2 separate regions of the Bicyclus anynana genome follow, and region 1 is linked to region 2. A link is a contact called in public Hi-C data. All regions are on one chromosome and are shown on one strand. The core of a region is the stretch at or near the end of the contact, and the rest is flanking DNA. Distances in the headings are between cores, read along the strand shown.

Evidence for each region. A called contact is a pair of places that touch in the nucleus more often than the background predicts.
Region 1: a contact with region 2 is called in a Hi-C map of whole body, with 2.0 times the contacts expected there. The contact joins the enhancer-like site here to the promoter of LOC112045388 in region 2. A contact is called at or near these places in 2 of 2 Hi-C or Micro-C datasets (whole body and whole larva).

The regions. Positions count from the first base shown.
Region 1 is chr24:4,107,633-4,113,376 of ilBicAnyn1.1, forward strand. All of the region lies in intron 3 of LOC112045388 (equilibrative nucleoside transporter 1), which reads left to right. Among protein-coding and RNA genes, the nearest start is that of LOC112045422, 36 kb to the right of the region's middle. Within about 2 kb of position 1,594, at least 1 of the 8 cell types and tissues checked has open chromatin away from gene starts, as enhancers often do.
Region 2 is chr24:4,063,150-4,068,598 of ilBicAnyn1.1, forward strand. LOC112045388 (equilibrative nucleoside transporter 1) reads left to right here and starts at 2,422. Exons shown (of 10, transcript XM_052888904.1): 1 at 2,422-2,615.

The DNA of each region.
Region 1 (5,744 bases), core at 344-2,843, 44 kb after region 2:
GGCTTGAATTAATACATCACCGGTTTAGCACCGCCTTCAAAGTGATCAGCAGGTAGAACATGGTATGATGTTATTTTTCACTTTTTAGTTTAGTTGGTACGTTTTATTTTTTTGAAGTAGGTTGTATTTTTTTAATATTTTTTTTTAATAATAAACATATTATTATGATTTAATAGTAGCTGTCTTTGAAGTCAGTTAAGTCGAGACACAAGGCTTCGTGATGACCCTTTTAGTGAGCCGTGGGCGAGCGCCCATTTCGCCCACGCTTAGCTACGTCACAGTCGCCTACCCATTTACCAAATATCATAATACAACAAAAAATATGTAAGTGGTGCGCAATATAGGTCTACAGCAGGCCTAAAAAGCGTCAACCACTCGCATGAGAATAATGTCGACCGATAGCGGATTATTTTTCCTCTCAACGCAATGAAAGAGAGAGCAATAGTAATAATGTTTTGAGTCTGTCGCTATTGGTCGACATGTATCTTTCATTCGTCGCGAGATATTGCGTGAAGTAATGTCAATAGCATAGTACACAATATGTTCTTATTCTAAAACCTGTTTAGCGCGAAAGCTGGATAGATTCGAAAAGCTGAACGAAAGCAATGATGTTAAATACTGTTAGATGTGTTACTAGGTCATGAAAAATGAGGCGCTCAAAAGAGGTAATTTCCACATCTCAATGTAAGTTGTGGTCAAAACGAACGTTCTTTAAACAAATAATACCTAAATATCGTCTACAATGTCGATTTGTGTGTTCAGGAAGTGTAAAAACTATATATACATAAATAAATTAAAGAAAATTATGCATGTGTGCGCTCAGTGTAGTATTTTACATTATACAGCCTATTATTCGAATTTCTTTTTGCGGTGATTTTGTAGGGACGTAACCGATATGTAGTATAAAATTATCATTAAACGAAAGAGCACACGCACCTTCATTTCTCGTTTAGATACGACGTTTTACATAAGAATTAAAATAAAACGTTGTTAGTAGTCATATTAGTCTCAAAGACACATTAAAGTTGCAAAATAAAACCATTGTCTTTCTATTACCGAGCCATTGGCATGGTTAATTTTATTTTTTGATGGAAATTATCCCACAACCTGAAAAAAATATATGAATTTGCTAATATCGGCAGAACAAAGTAATAAATAAAAAAAATCTCAAAAAAAAGGTAAACGTAGCCACCAATATTATAAATGCGAAGTGTATTTTATTTTTTCACGGCTAAACTACTGAACCGTTTTGGATGCGAATTTCGCGCGATAGGAGTGGCGGGTGTTGGCTAATATTATATCTATATTCTTTTATTCTATCTAACTATTCTTATCTAGTGTTGCAGAGATCGTTTATTTCACTTTCTAAATTTACATAAGTTAGTGCGAGTTTGGAACCTTTTTTTTAGGAGTAGTAAAACTACTACTACTAGAGATTATGCCTATCTATGTTATCTATCTTTGAGAAACATCATGAACTTTTCTAGGATAGTGAACTCGCTAGCAATACTAACAAGAAGTTTAAATCTGAAATCGCCAAGTGGCACAGATGGGCGAGCCGTGTTCTGGACTAAAGCGCTATAACTATAATTTATCGCGTAGGCACCGCGTAATGTAGCATTTTTCACTGCAATGCGTGAGCCTGCGGCCGTTCTGTAGTGATGATCCGATAAAATATCGATACTTTTGTTTCTATATATGCGGTAGTAGAAAATGTATAGTAGTAGACCACGTCCAGGGATCTAGGGATGCAGCCATGCTTATTAATGTTATCGAGCAGTATCACCGTCTCTGTATTGAGGGGTAAAACTGAAGACAATGTTAAGCGAATGCATTAGCATTGCACGACTACAACATGTCTGCAAAGTCTCCATGCGGTCATGCCTCTTTTACAGTTGATGGTTTTACATTTAGTACAACATTCATTTGTGGCCAGTATGTAGTACAAATAGTAGGAAAACAATATACATATATAAACCTCAATTTTGCAATCTGTTCGTTCCATCAACAACCTATCTACTACAAAATTAAAAAAAATATATTATTTACTGCTCTATAATTGTTGTTGGCAGCGACACTTACATAATTGGAATCAGACATCACAAGGTAAGTTTGTTTGATTCTTAATTATAAAGCTGAAGAGTTTGTTTGTTTGTTTGATTTTTAGATAGCCCATTTATCGAGGAAGGCTATAGGCTATATATTATCGCCATATTCCAACGGGAACGGGAACCATGCGGGTGAAACCGTGTGGCGTCAGCTAGTCCTTAGATAAAACATCCACCATGAGAACTTAAAACCGATGAAAACTATCGATAACATTATCTGTATCGATAGTTCCGACTTTTAGTACTCTTTATTTAACTATCCGAAGACGAATGAAGTAATTACCTACTCATTTTTGCACGAATTGTACTTTAGTGGTACCGAAAAGAGAAGTATCGATGGGTTTATGTAATTCGATGTTTACTAAGTACCTACTCGTGTATTTAAGTATCCGAACACATTAGTGAAGTAAAAATTTTAGTATCGATAATTTAGTTTAGCGGTACAGGACCATCACTAGTTTCGCTGCGGGGGTTACGGCAAAGTTTCCTAAATTAAACGTTGCCATTCAACTTTGTAGGTGCCGCATAATGTTGCAATAAACTAAACGGCTAAGAAACGGTTTCCGTTACATTGTTTTACGATTTACATGGTGTTATGGTTTATTTTTTATTGAAGTTTGGCCAAGTAGGGTTCCGTGTTTCCGTCTTAGCTAAGCTTAACATTACATTTAATACACGCATCCTCTATTTCTATTAATATTTGTTTCTATTTCTTTAGACGAACATTTCAATTAAAATTTAATTTAAAAAGAAAAAAAAACACCTGAAATCTAATGAATTATTTTAAGCGTCGTCTTCCTTCTTATCTCAATGATCTAAAAGTTCTAATAGTTGTTGAAAATATGGGTGAAATTTAGAGCCTTCTAGATGTGGCTTAAGCCATAGTAGGTACCTCTACCTACTAGTATAGCTTAAGCGTTTAGCGTTTATGTTCTGTTTTTTTTATTCTTTACAAGTTAGCCTTTGACCACAATCTCACCTGATGGTAAGTAATGATACCATCCTTAGATCTTAATAGAAGCGGGTTAACTTGTTAGGAGGAGGATGAAAATCCACACTCCTTTCGGTTTTGTGATTCAAGACATAGAACTAGAGCCTTACTGAGTGACCAGACTTTTGTGATTTTATTAAAAACTGTCAGCCGCATGGGCTATATTGAAAAACACCATTAAAGATTAAACTTTAAGGTTCATAAGAAAGTTTTCCTCTCTCATACTTACTTTTACCCTATCTAAAGCTTTGGTCTCTTGATCGTGCCTGACTGCGACGGAACAAAAGATCACTCTTGACGTTTATCATACGACTAGCTGACGCCGCGCGGTTTCACTCGCGTGGTACCCGTCCCCGTAGGAATACGGGGATAATTATAGTCTATAGCCTTCCTCGATAAATGGGCTATCTAACACTAAAATAATTTTTCAAATCGGACCAATAGTTCCTGAGATTAGCGCGTTCAATCAAACAAACAAACTCTTCAGCTTTAGTATAGATTGCGTTTCCTACGATCAAGAGACCATAGCTATAGGAGGATGGAGTGTCAAGCTTACAGCTTTTATAAAAAAGTCTTAATGGCTCTTGGTCCAATAATTCTAGCACTAAAACTCTACTAAAAGTAGTTTTCTCTTTGGTAGAATTCTCAGCAAACTGTGACATCTATTAGTCAAATTAAAGTCAAAAGTTTTCAAGATAAATCGCACGATTTCATGCAAGATTTCTTGTAAAATCCAAAGGTTAATTACTACGCAAATTCTCCGAATCACAGTGAAGATCTATAATTAGTGTTAACCAGAAAATCAAACTGATTAATCTTACTAAATACCAAGGCATTACGAGTATAAGGTACATTCAATGCGTAACGACTGTGATCGTCGCGATCTTATGTAATGCCTGAATTAAAGGCCAAAACATATTTTATTTGTATTTTTATGAAGACACAGTCCGTTGACTATACGTTTAGTAATAAATTAAAAGTAATTTATTAAATCTGTTTGTGATTTCAAGAATAAATTATGTTGTAAACTTTCTGATAAACGAAAGAGTGCATTATGAACGTATGAGTAATATTATAATTAATATTAATTTTAATATACCAAAAAAATCTTTTTAAGACAGTGAGTTGAATGTCGTATCCTGTTATGATTAATTATAATATTTAAACAGCTGGGCTACCTTTGTGAGTAGGTATATTTATCTTTTCAAATAATACATTTCATAACATACATAGCAACAATATCATGTTTTTAGAATAGACTATTCCAATACCATATAAGACAAAGTATAAACCTAACTAAGGCTTATCTATGATATAGTTATTAAAATGAAAATAAAAATATTATTTACACATAATCTTAATATATTTCGTTAGTTGAATATGCAAGGCTTAAATAAATGATTTGTGGAATATGAAGGCAGTTCGAATAAAGTAAAGTCCTAAATTTTCTGATCTGGGCCAAGAAAAACAACCATAGGTTTACACAGGCTGATATGGGTCATGAATTTGGTGATACTGACGAAAGTGTGATTGAAGCCACTGAAAATGTATCTGACACTAGAAATATTATAGTTAAACCAAATTCAATTACACTGGATCCTTAAAAACGGTAGCTGATACGAAATAAAATTAGGAAAAACCCAGAAAAATGGAAGTTACGACCAATTGAAATGTGGTTTAAACTTCCCTATGAATAAAGCAATTGCAGATTATTCAAAGTTGTTTTAATATGACTGATAAACGTCCTGAATTAGAAGATTTAGAAGAGTATGTGATCGAGTTCGATAATACTGATACCAATAAACGTGTGACTGGTACCAATAAGCTTTTGGATAACAATAAACAAGAGCCTGGTACAAGTAAAAAAGACCCTGGTACAAGTAAAAACGAGGATGACACTAGTGCGAGTAAGTTACCTACTAGTATCATCAGCTCCTTTCACTTATCCCACATATGTGGGGTCGGAAAAATATGTCAATCTTTTCCATTCGTCTTTCATCATCATCATCATCATCATATCAGCCGGTGGATGTCCACTGCACGATATAGGCCTTTTGTAGGGACTTTCAAACATCACGATACTGAGCCACCTGCATCCAGCGAATCCCTGGGTCTCGCTTAATGTCGTTAGTCCACCTGGTGGGGGGGTCGACTAACACTGCGCTTTCTAGTGCGGGGTCGCCATTCCAGCACTTTGGGATCCCAACGTCCATCGGCTCTTCAAACTAAGTGCCCCGCCCACTTCAGCTTCGCAACTCGTTGAGCTATGTCAGGACTTTGGTTCTTCTGCGGATCTCGTCATTTTAATTCGATCACGCAGAAATACTCCTAACGTAGCTCGTTCCATCGCCCACTGTGTGAACTGAGCTTTCTTATGAGGCCCATAGTTAGCGACCAAGTCTCGAAACCATAGCTCATCACTGGCAACATACACTGATCGAAGACTTTTGTCTTCAGGCACTGAGGAATTTCAGACGAAAAGATGTCGCGATGTTTCCCATTCGTCTTTATTACTCGTCAACTCATTATCATCTCCCTTTACACACATGGCCTCGTTCACACACTCCAGCCATCTCTTCTTTGGCCTTCCTCTCCTCTTATGTCCTTCCACTTGCACATTCAACATTTTTCTACTAATATGACTT
Region 2 (5,449 bases), core at 1,172-3,671:
CCAGGATGTTCTTTGGTGCCAAGTGTGAACTGCCAAGTCTTCAGATTTAGGGTTCCCAACTTGGTAGGTTTTTTCCTATTTTAGGGAAAATATTATTTTCATATTGCGATGGGATTTTTAGGGAAACCTTAGTATAACGCTATTCAGTCATTCATATTTATTTGTCATCCTGGTGATAAACATTTACGGCCATATTTATAAACATGAATTAAAATTTAAGCATCAATTTACTTCAAAGTTAAGAAAACTTTAATGAGTAAGTGATTACTTTTCGTTGTGGTAAATTGATGTTTTTTTTCATTCATGTTTTAAATATGGTCATCAGCTTATTTCCTCAATTCCTAATTGTAGAAAAATTGAAATTAAAAACTAATGCGCGTATGTTAGCAAGAGGCATAAAAAATGTCGGTTGACGAAGTTTCTCATTCTCACACAAGAACCTGGACCACCGACCACGTGAATACTCAAAGCCCTTCAAACGTACGAACATATTTAATTTAATCCTTTTAAGGCCATTTTAAAAGTGAAATATTAAAATATTTAAGCAAAACACGACTTAAACTGTGCAAATTGTAGACTATCCACTTTTATTTTGAAAAATTCAAGTTTTAAATCATTACAAACAACTTGCAACGAATAAATATATTTTATGTATAATTATTCATAAAACGAATAATAACAAAAATATCGATTTGTCAAAAATACTAACGTAAGTGGTCGCGTGGACTACATATGTAATCCATCACACTTTGCTGCACTCATATCCTGTGGTGCTTATGCGACTCTGAACATGTCTCATTTTTTTTATTTAAATATTTGTTACCGCATAACTTCGTCATTTCTAAACAAATTTTAAAAATTATTTTTTTGTTTGAAAGAGTATACTTTCAGATTGGTCCCATTTAATTTTAGTGAAAATTAAATGCTAGGACACACTAAATACAGAAAAATAAAATCACAAAAATAAACTAAAAAGCAAAAAATAACATCTTATTTTTAGCCGATTAAATCATAAACTTTTAGGATTTAGAGACAGTTCTTTCCCGAAGTTCTTTCAGAAACGGCTTTAATTAATACGTCACTGGCTTGGAATAGCCTTCAAAGTGATCATACGATGTTATGTCTGGGTGGACTACATAATTATGTAATCCACGCGACCACTCCAGGGCTGTTTAAGAACATTTGAAAAAAATGTCAGTAATTTATGTGTATTTATTTATGTTTTTATTTTACGGCGATTTTCAAGTATACTATTGGGCATTCTAAGGGGAAAATATTTTAAGGAGTTGGTAACACTATTTCGATATTTATAGACCGATTACAATATTGCCAACACTTAGCAAGGTCTTTGAAAAAATCATATTAAATCAACTTTTATGTCATTTTAATTTAAATAACTTGTTTCATCCTGAACAGTATGGTTTTACAAAAGGTAGCAATACAACTGATGCAGGGGCTAAACTTTTAAAACATATTTATGAAGCATGGGAAAGTTCTAAGAATGCTATTTTTGTGTTCTGTGATCTGTCCAAGGCGTTCGATTGTGTTGATAATATGACCATAACACCCTTCTACTCAAGTTAAGCCACTATGGCATTAAAAGTGTTGCACTCGATCTCATTGCCTCTTATCTTAGTGATAGAACACTAAAGGTAGGTATGCATAAATGATATAAAGTCGCACGGTTCCACTACCAAAATGGGCGTCCCACAGGGTTCAATTCTGGGTCCTTTTCTATTCTTAGTGTACATTAACGATTTACCATACCATGTCAGAGGCATATGTGAGATTGTACTGTTTGCTGATGAGACATCCTTAATTTTTAAGACGGACAGAAATAAAGATAACTCTGACGACGTAAACCGTGCCATATCGCATCTGTTGAATTGGTTCACTGCAAATAATCTACTTTTAAATGCCAAGAAAACTAAATGTATTGAGTTTTAATTGCCAAATGTTATAAAATTAGATAAGTCTATAATGATCGATCCCCAAGATCCCCAAGACTGTGATGGACCTGCCAATGCTTAGCTTTAAGCAATGTGTTAAAAATATTTACTTAGGTTACTACAACATTGATGAGTTCCTTAAAGATAAAAGCGCTTGGAGGCCATTGGATCAGCTTTCACCTTCACACAAAAAGTAAAACTATAAGAAATTGTAATGTTATCATCAATTGAAAATTATAATACTGTATGATTTTTTAAAAAGAGCAACTTTCGAGTTTCTTGCCGGTTTCTTCTCAGTAGAACCTGCCTTCCGAACCGGTGGTAGAATCTTTACAAATAAATGATTATTGATTTGATTTTAATTTAGAATAGAAAAGCAAAGAGTAAATCTATTTATGGGAAATAGAAAAGAGAATGCAGGGATCACAGAGTTTGACGTTTGTGATCACAGAGCACAGAGAAGCGACTAGCGCTAGCGTAGCGAGCATAGAATAAACGAAAAGTGAATTACGACGTTATTGTAGGCGGTCGTTTATTAGTTTTATGTGCACGTGTAGTTTAAATTAAATAACCTTATGTACGATTATGTGATAAAGTTTAAAGTTAATGAATAAAGAACAGACTTTCAAACATTATTAACAATTATGTGCGGTGTTTAATGTTTTGGTAAGTATTGTCTTCATCTGATAGTGCGTGTTTTAAAACGACCACGCGTTTTGCGTAGCATGTTTTAAAAAAGGTGTTCTTTTTTTAAAAAAATATTGTGATAGTAAGTAAGTTTTAAAATTTTCACATGAATCACGAAATATACATTTTAATTAATATATTTTTTTGTACTGTTTTTGCAAGGTAACTGTTGCTATGATGCCTGTTAAGTATTTACCGTTCTTGATCCCGTTTCGTTGTTTTTTGCTAAGGGAATTGTTAATTATTGTAACATTTTATAACTTTTATAGCAGTAGTCCTCTCTACTTCTATATAATGGAAAAAAATCACATTTTTTTACAACCGTAATAGCTTTGTGACTGAAATTTATTGTTTATCTAGCGTACGCCCGCGACTTCGTCCGCGTGAAATTTAAGTTTTCACAAATTCCTTTAAAACCATGGATTTTTCCGGAATGAGAAGTGACAAATTGGTTCAGTTGTTGCGGCGTTAAAGAGTAACAAACATCAAACCAAACATCCATAAAAACTTTTGCATTTATAATATTAGTAGGTTAACAAATTTTATCACAATTATTATAAATATTTAAAACCTGCATACAAAATGCAGGGTAGATATATTTTTTAATGCAGTTGTTTTAATGGGATAACATGTTAATGTACTGATTTTCATCTTTCTGATTGGTAGGTTTCCAAATCTCTTACATTTTTGTCAATTGTTTTGTTAGTTAGCACCTGCCTCCTGATCTAATTAGCGCCCACCTGGTAAACCATATTTAATCCATGAAAATAAAATAGATATTTGCTTGTATGTAGTTTTGTCATTTGTCTATTTCTATTCACAATATTTTGACCAGTGCTGGAAATTATGCCCTGGAGTTAGTGTAAAAATCATTATCTATTCTTCCTTTAAGCTGCTTACAGACAAAATGTCTCATCAGTCATCATGCGCTTTATTACAACAATATTTTACTTATCTTGCTCACAAGATTACCTCCATGTGAAAAACTCTGATTCATCATAATAATCAATGACTTGGCAAACAATCTAGAAGGAGATGGCAGCCTGCTTTTTTGCAGACTGAAACACAACAGTGTTTGAAATCTAGCCAAGAAAGATAGCTAGAATACAGCATAATGGGAGATTTGTTAATGGACTTACTCCTTCTCGCTGGGGGCTCGAGATCGTTGTGCTTGTAGGTCCATGCAAGAGGCCTATGTCCAGCAGTGGACATTTATCGGCTGACAAGGTAAGGTAAGGTACTCCTTCTGATGACCCTAACCTCTAACCAACAGACGAATAGCTCAATGTTGAATGACAGATTGCCGAGTAACAGTATAAGAGAAAGGAGAAAAAAAAAAAGAAAATCATAATAATCAACTATTATTGTTCCAATAGTCGTTTTAGTCAATGGTCATAAAGTGAAAAGCTTTGAGCAATACCTAAAGAAGCTTTCACTTAACTGTTGGATCAAGAGTTGGATACAGAAGGCAGTGATTCTTGACACAGCGCTTATTAAAAGGAGGTTTCCCGCTCTGGAGCCCTGACCACCGGTTGCTTAGCTACTAAAATATCCCGCAGTGGGAGGGTTTTGTTTGTTAAAAACTGACATTGTTAAAAATTAAAAAAAAGAGAAATAAATAAATGAGGAAATAAATTTAATTAAATATTTTATACTATAGATATACCAACAAAATGACTGCAAAAATAGAGCTGAATTTAGCTACTCCACTAAGCACGCACACACACAATTGTGTGTTTAATACTGTTAGATATTCATGTAAATACAGTATTTCACTGAACACAGTTCCTGAACACACAACTCGACATTGGGTATTTTTTTTTTAAATAACTGTCATTGTTTGCTATGTGACTTAATGAAATTGGGATAATAATTAGCTATTTTAGTTTGCCTCAGTTTTGATGCACTAGTGACTTACCTATCTCTATTATAAAATCTTTGCCTTATAACACATCCTGACCTTTGAATGTATGCAAAGAATTATGACTCACATAAATCTACATTTGAATATATTTACAAGTAATTTGTGTCTATACACATACTTAAGTGACAACATTATGCAGAGACACATTCTATAACATATTCATTAGCAATGTATATTTGCAGTGGTGTGCACAAGGTTTTTAACTAGGGTATGCACAATTAGTAAACATTGCAAAATTCCTTGTCCAACTAACTATTCTGTGGTCCAAGATTATTTTTGTATTGAGTCCTTAGGCAGTGCATTTTTGCATCTATGAACACGCCACTGTATATTTGTAATTGCCTTATTCATCCAGTGATTATTATCATCTTCATTATATCAGCCGATGGAAGTCCACTGCAGGACATACATAGGCCTTTTGTAGGGACTTCCAAACATCACGATCCTGAGTAGCCGTCATTCAGAAAATCCCTGTGACTTGCTTGATGTTGTCAGTCCACCTGGTGAGGAGTCAACCAACTGCATTTTCTAGTATGGTATAGCCATTCCAGGACCCCAACATCCATCGGCTCTTCAAACTATGTGCCCCGCCCATTGTCACTTCAGCTTTGCGACGCGTTGAGCTATGTCGTTGACTTTGGTTCTTCTGTGGATCTCCTCATTTCTGATTCGATCACACAAAGATGCTCCTAGTATAGCTTGTATCATCGCCCGTTGTGTTACTCTGAGCCTTCTTATGAGTCCTGGGTTTCAATCTTGGGTATTAGTAGTTAAAGAATTTAACATCATCACTCTAAACCAGCCAACTCTTGGATCAGCATGGTGGGTTTAGGCTACATGTCCCTGTCATATAAGGCAGGCATATGTGTATGTATTAAATTAGTATTGT